2 separate regions of the Rattus norvegicus genome follow, and region 2 is linked to region 1. Evidence: chromatin contacts called from public Hi-C data. All regions are on one chromosome and are shown on one strand. Each heading gives the region's core, a stretch centred on a gene start, on an enhancer-like site or on the middle of the called end of the contact. The rest is flanking DNA. Distances are from core to core; before and after follow the strand shown.

Evidence for each region. A called contact is a pair of places that touch in the nucleus more often than the background predicts.
Region 2: a contact with region 1 is called in a Hi-C map of liver, with 3 times the contacts expected there. The contact joins two enhancer-like sites. A contact is called at or near these places in 10 of 12 Hi-C or Micro-C datasets (Schwann cells, frontal cortex, hepatocytes and 5 more).

Annotation. Positions count from the first base shown.
Region 1 is chr1:161,476,877-161,479,735 of GRCr8, reverse strand. No RefSeq gene overlaps it. Among named protein-coding and RNA genes, the nearest start is that of Aqp11, 10 kb to the right of the region's middle. Within about 2 kb of position 1,280, at least 46 of the 93 cell types and tissues checked have an H3K27ac peak or open chromatin away from gene starts, as enhancers often do.
Region 2 is chr1:161,578,980-161,581,962 of GRCr8, reverse strand. All of the region lies in intron 1 of Pak1 (p21 (RAC1) activated kinase 1), which reads right to left. Among named protein-coding and RNA genes, the nearest start is that of Trnag-acc7, 23 kb to the left of the region's middle. Within about 2 kb of position 1,487, at least 5 of the 93 cell types and tissues checked have an H3K27ac peak or open chromatin away from gene starts, as enhancers often do.

The DNA.
Region 1 (2,859 bases), core at 31-2,530:
TGTTCATAAGATAGAAATTGTATCGGGCATTTTAAGCAGGCAGATGCCCCCTGTCTACGAGATAGATTATGTTCAGCAAATGCTAGGCTCCTTCATGTTTGAAAGCGAACAGACCTAGACTAAATTCACCAACAGGTTTTTAACCACCCCGTTGACTTTCTGAGTGCCGGGTGAAGACCCAAGGACCACACACTGTAGACTCCAATAATGTATGTGGGTGGTGGATCTCCATCTCCAGATCCCTAGAGGAAGAGACTTGGGATTCTTCTGCACATAAAAAGAATAAAATTAGGAGCAGGAGGTGTATCTGTGATCCTGTCTTTATTTACTTATAGTTAAGTTTTAAAATCTCTTTCAAACTCATCCTTTTATTCTTTGACAGTCATCCATTGACATAAAATACTCTTCGAAACTGTCCCCTCTGCCCATTGATCATGTTCATCTTCCCGAGTCCCTCTGGTACTTTTGAGTCTTTTTGTTTGTTTTACTTTGGGTCGTGAGCCACACTGGGTAAGTTGCTTGGACCGTGAGCAACTTATCCGTGTCCATGCCCCTGAAAACAACACAATCGCTCTCCCCACTCCTTTAAAATCTCCTTTAAGATTTATGTCACTTATTTTATGTGTATGAGTGTTCTGTCTGCATGTGTGCCAAGGAGGTCAGAAAAGGAGCATCTGGCCCTCTGGAACTGGGGTTACGGGTGGTTGCCAGCAACCACTGGGTGCTGGGAATCCAGGTTCTCCTGGGAGCCATCTCTCCAGCCGAGGGCTAGCTAGTTAGTTAAAAACAGGATCTCACTATGTAACTCTGGCCGGCCTGGAATTCACAGAGCTCTTCCTGTCTCTTCTTCCTGAGTGCTGGGATTAAAGGCTTGGGCCACCACACTGGACTCCTTTTACTTTTACTTATTTAACTAGAGAAAGCAGATGCTGCTTAACAAAGTGTCCCCCTTATAGCCCTGAAAAAGGGAAAGTCTCCCAACGATGTACACATACCTAGTCTCCAGGTTTTGGGGGTCTGTTTGAACCCTCCTCCAATCAACAACAAATACCAACAAAAACAAAAACAAGAACCTCCCCCCTGCACCCATAGGCCTAACACACAGCTCCTCAAAGTTGGTGACAGCCCTCCCTAGGCCCCGGGTGCATTAAAGGTGGCAGTGTCACAAAATCACAAGCACTGTTCTCGGTAAAGCCTTGTACACAGAAGCGGTTCCCCGAACGCGGGAGGATCCTGACCACCGACCTCTGGCTGGACAGAATGTTCTGTGGCCATGCAGCAGAGAAAAGCCTGGCTTTGTGTTGTACAGAGGAGGAAAATTCCTACTGCGATTGGACGCGGCTCCCTCTGAACTAGGGTATCGACTGCCACCTAGCGGCTCGCTCGAGGAAGAGAGAATATTCCCACGAAAGCAAGCTCAGAAATTTCAGTTCGCAGTTTGAACACCTCCTGCCCTTCCAGGTTCCCCCTTCTCAGAACACTCCCAAGGCTGGGACTTACAAAACACTAAGTACTAGTGTCTTATTAGTACAGTTCCGTCACTCTTCCACAGTTCCAACTACTTGAAAGGAATGCAGGGAGAGGAAGCTCCCTTTCAGCCGTGGAAAGGATATCAAGTCCCATACAGGACAAAAGAACGCCCTGACTAAGGTGAGTGAAAGAGGCCAATGGGATTGGAGTCAGTAAAGAGATCTGGAAGGCCTGAGTGCGCGCGTGTGTGTGTGTGTGTGTGTGTGTGTGTGTGTGTGTGTGTGTGTGTCAGGGGAGGTTGTTTTTATTTTGTTTTGTCTTAACTTTTAAAACCATTATTTCTTTGTTTTTATGTGTATGGGTGTTTTATCTGGTTCTCTAGAGTCACAGAACTTATGGGTAGTCTCTGTAGAGTAAGGGAATTTATTATGATGACTTACAGTCTGTAGTCCAACTCCCCAACCACGGTCAGCAGCAGCTGTGAATGGAAGCCCAATGATCTAGTAGTTGCTCAGTCCCACAAGACAGGCAGGCGAGGAAGAGGGAGCACCACCACACCTGGATCTGGGACTTGCTTTGTCCCAGATGACCTTGAACTCAGAGATCTCCTTGCCTTAGTCTCCTGGGATCCATAGCCACTATGCCTCAAGATCTGGATCACAGGTGTGCCCTCCAGTTCTGGATTGTAGTTCATTCCAGATGCTGTCAAGTTGACAACCAGGAATAGCCATTAAAGCCTGCATGTATGCCTTGTGTTCCAGATGTGTGCCCGATGCCCATGGAGGCCAGAAGAGGGCACCTGATCTCTTGAAATTGGAGTTACAGATGATCGTGAGCTGCCCCGTGAGTTGTGGGAATCAAACCCAGATCCTCTGTAAGAACAGCCAGTGCTCTTAACTTCGGGGCTCTCTCCTGTGAACGTAGGCCCCTCCTTAACCCTGAGTTACGACTGGCTCTTGACTGCCTGTAAGATGGGGAAGTCGGATGGCAGTGAACACAGACAAGAGGCCTGGGTTTTCAGAGTCGGCCGTCATCCATCACAGTGCTGGCGTCTCTGGCTGGAGCTCGGCTAGCCTCCTGAATTCTCTGAACCTTTGCTTCTGCCTCTTGCTTCATCTTTGACCTTCCTCTGCTTTCCACGGGGCCCTCACACCTCCCATGAACGCTGTCGTATGGAAGTGGCGTGAGACACGGCTCACTCAATGTTTGGCACATAAGAAACGCTGGAGTGGGAGCTTGACTGCCATGGGTTAGACAAAGGATGGACCTGGCCTGGAAGCCCAGCAGTGAGCCAGGGGCTGCTGTGTGTGCTAAGACAGCCAAAGGCACCCAGCCTCCTCGGTGTGTCTGTCTAGACTCCAGGGAAATAGTCATTTACCCTGCATTCAC
Region 2 (2,983 bases), core at 238-2,737, 100 kb before region 1:
GAGAGACCTCAGTAAATAAAGTAGGAAATGGCCAAGGAAAACCCAAGGTCAACCTCTGGCCTCCACATGTGTATGTGCTTGCATATACTGTGAACTGACATATAAGAACATGGCAAACACACAAGCATACACCTGCAATTCAAGCACAAAAAACAGGAGAACTGAAAATTTGAGGCCAGACAATGCTATGTAGCAAGAGTCTATCACAAAGAAAGGAAGGGAGGAAGAGAAGGGAGGGAATGTTAATTTAAAATACAATTTTTTAAGGAAAAAAAAAACAAACAAACCAGGAGTTAGTGGACCTACTGTGCTCTGCCTCACATATATTCAGAAAAAAAACAGACTTTTCTAAGCAGTTCTATATCTGGACAGTAAATGCCTCAGGTTTAAAAAAAACAACAACAAAACAAAACAAAACGAAAAGCTGTTGATTAAAGAACAAGGCTACAGAGAAACTACAATGGGAAAAGAGATATTACCTAAAGGAAAAGACAAGCTGCTATCCACCTGCACTGAGAATTATGGGATGTCTTGAGCTCACAACATGGAGCTTAGGGTTTGAGACAGTCCTTTACCTTTCCCAGGTGAGTTGCTGAAATCCTATGAAACAATTTCCCTGGAGAACAAGCTGGGTAAATTACCTTTACACATAAGATTTCAGCCATTCTTTGGAACAGGTATTTTAATAACCTCTAACACTAGATCACACTTCAGAATTTATAAAAAGCTTAGAAATCTACTTGTTAGGCATCATTTTTCTAGGCCATGTTAGGTACTGGGAATAGAACAATGAAACAAATAAAAAGAAGCACAGTTTCAGAGATGTAGCCAGTCACCCACAATATGCACACGGTGAGCACAAGACCCAAGAACCCAAAAAAATATTTGTGTGATCACCGCACCACATGCCAGTTACCTCTAGAAGCAAAGGAATATACTACGTGACTTCTAATTTACTTTTTAAAAATGTTATTACATTTGTTTGTTTGTTTGTTTGTTTGTTTAGCACGTGTTCACATGCTTGTGTATTATATGCATGGGCATGTCAGAGGGGAATGTATAACAATCCATTCTCTTTTTACTGTGTGGATCCTGAGGATTAAACTAAGAACATCCGGTTTAATAAGTGCCTTTCCCCACTAAGCCACCTCACCAGTCCCTCTAATGCACTTTCCAGATAGTCCCTCAGTCACTATTTAAATAAAAGAAGGAGGGTGGTGGAAATAGAGTTCAGTAGAAGGACTGAGGCCAATTCCCAGCACAGTTAAAGAAATGCTAGAAGTTTACAATAAATTAGTCAACAAAATGAAGGAGGGACAGGAAGAAGAAATAAGACCTACTCCACATCCCAACCACATTTCTAACTTTGAACAACCCAGAGCAGCTGCATAATGACATGGCCAACACTCAGGCCTGAGGAGTACAGTATGCCCTTGGTGCCTGAATATTAGAATCTGATCTTTAATTAAATCGTGCCAAGAGGTTTGCTTTGGCAGGAACCTGGAATACTGTAGCCTTGAATTTGCTGAGAGATGCCCTTCTAATGCGTCAAAGGCACTCCCACTGTGCAGCCTCCAGCCAGCTACTTGCTCTAGTATAGCAACAAGAAAGCAACTGCTGGGGCAGCAGGAAAGAAACTGTAGGTGGTTTAAAGCTACTTTAATTTCTGATGCTCCATTAACTCTTATGTAAAATGCAAACAAGACTACTTTAGAGTTATAACAAAAACTTTTTAAGAGACAGCACCTAACATGCTGCTTGATACAAAAAGTTGTCTAACAAATTTCTGTTTCTTCCCCATCTGTCTCTAGTTTTGCCTATACCATTCCTCAAACCCATCATTCCATCAGTACACTTTCATATTCCCACCTTCACCTGCATCGTTCTAGTTCTATCTGCCTAAGATGCCTCAATGTGTCTGCCTAGCAAACTCCTACTCACTCCTCAAGGCTCAACTGGACTCACTTCCTCTAAGAAACTTTTGAAGAAGCCTCTATTTACCCTCCTTCAAAACCCATCTGTAGAGGGTTGGCCTAACGCTGCTTGTATTCTAATACTAATTTGGGTTCCCCAAAATTGTTTGCCCCAAAGACTAGAGGGTGAACATGTAAGACACTGAGGAACCCTGACCTCAGTTAATTCTGATTGATAAATAAAAAAGCCAGCAGCCAATAGCTAGGGAGAAGACACAGAGGCAGGGTTTAGGTTTCCCAGACTTGAGGAAGAGAAGCATAAAGAAGCTGCCATGGAAGAGGAAGGATATGCAGGAGGATGCACAATGAGATAGTTGAGCCATAATAAAGTGGCCATGTGGGCCAGCCAATTGGAGTTAAGAGCAGCCCAGATGGAACACAGAAATCAGAAAGTAGTAACTCGGTTGGGGATTTAGCTCAGCGGTAGAGCGCTTGCCTAGGAAGCGCAAGGCCCTGGGTTCGGTCACTAGCTCCGAAAAAAAAGAACCAAAAAAATAAATAAATTAATTAATTAAAAAAAAAAAGTAGTAACTCAGAGTTATCAGTAGGAAAATGGACCCTAACAGCATGGACAATAGGCAGTTGCCCCGCTATTGTGCTACCTAAGACATATGTAAAAGTACATGGTTGTGTGTGTCTTTCCTCTGGGAAGTGGTCTAAGGCAGGAAGAAACTCCGAGCCAGGGTTTTATTAAATATTTTTTACTACATTTAACTGCATTTTATTCACACTTCTATGAAACAATGTTGTTTCATCTTCACTTCTTATGGTCACTAGACAAGGAATAACTCAAGGGACAAAACTATGATTAATTTCTTTGTCTCCATGGTCGTGACCCAGTAGAGACATGGAGCACCTCAGGTAATGAGCAAGAGTCCACTTTCTAAGATAATCTAGCTTGGTGGAATAAACTGGAAGGCTTCTGAGAGTCAGACAATGCCACATCTTTAAAGGAATCCGAAACTTACCAGGGTATATAATTTACTTAAAATTACTAACTTAAATATTTA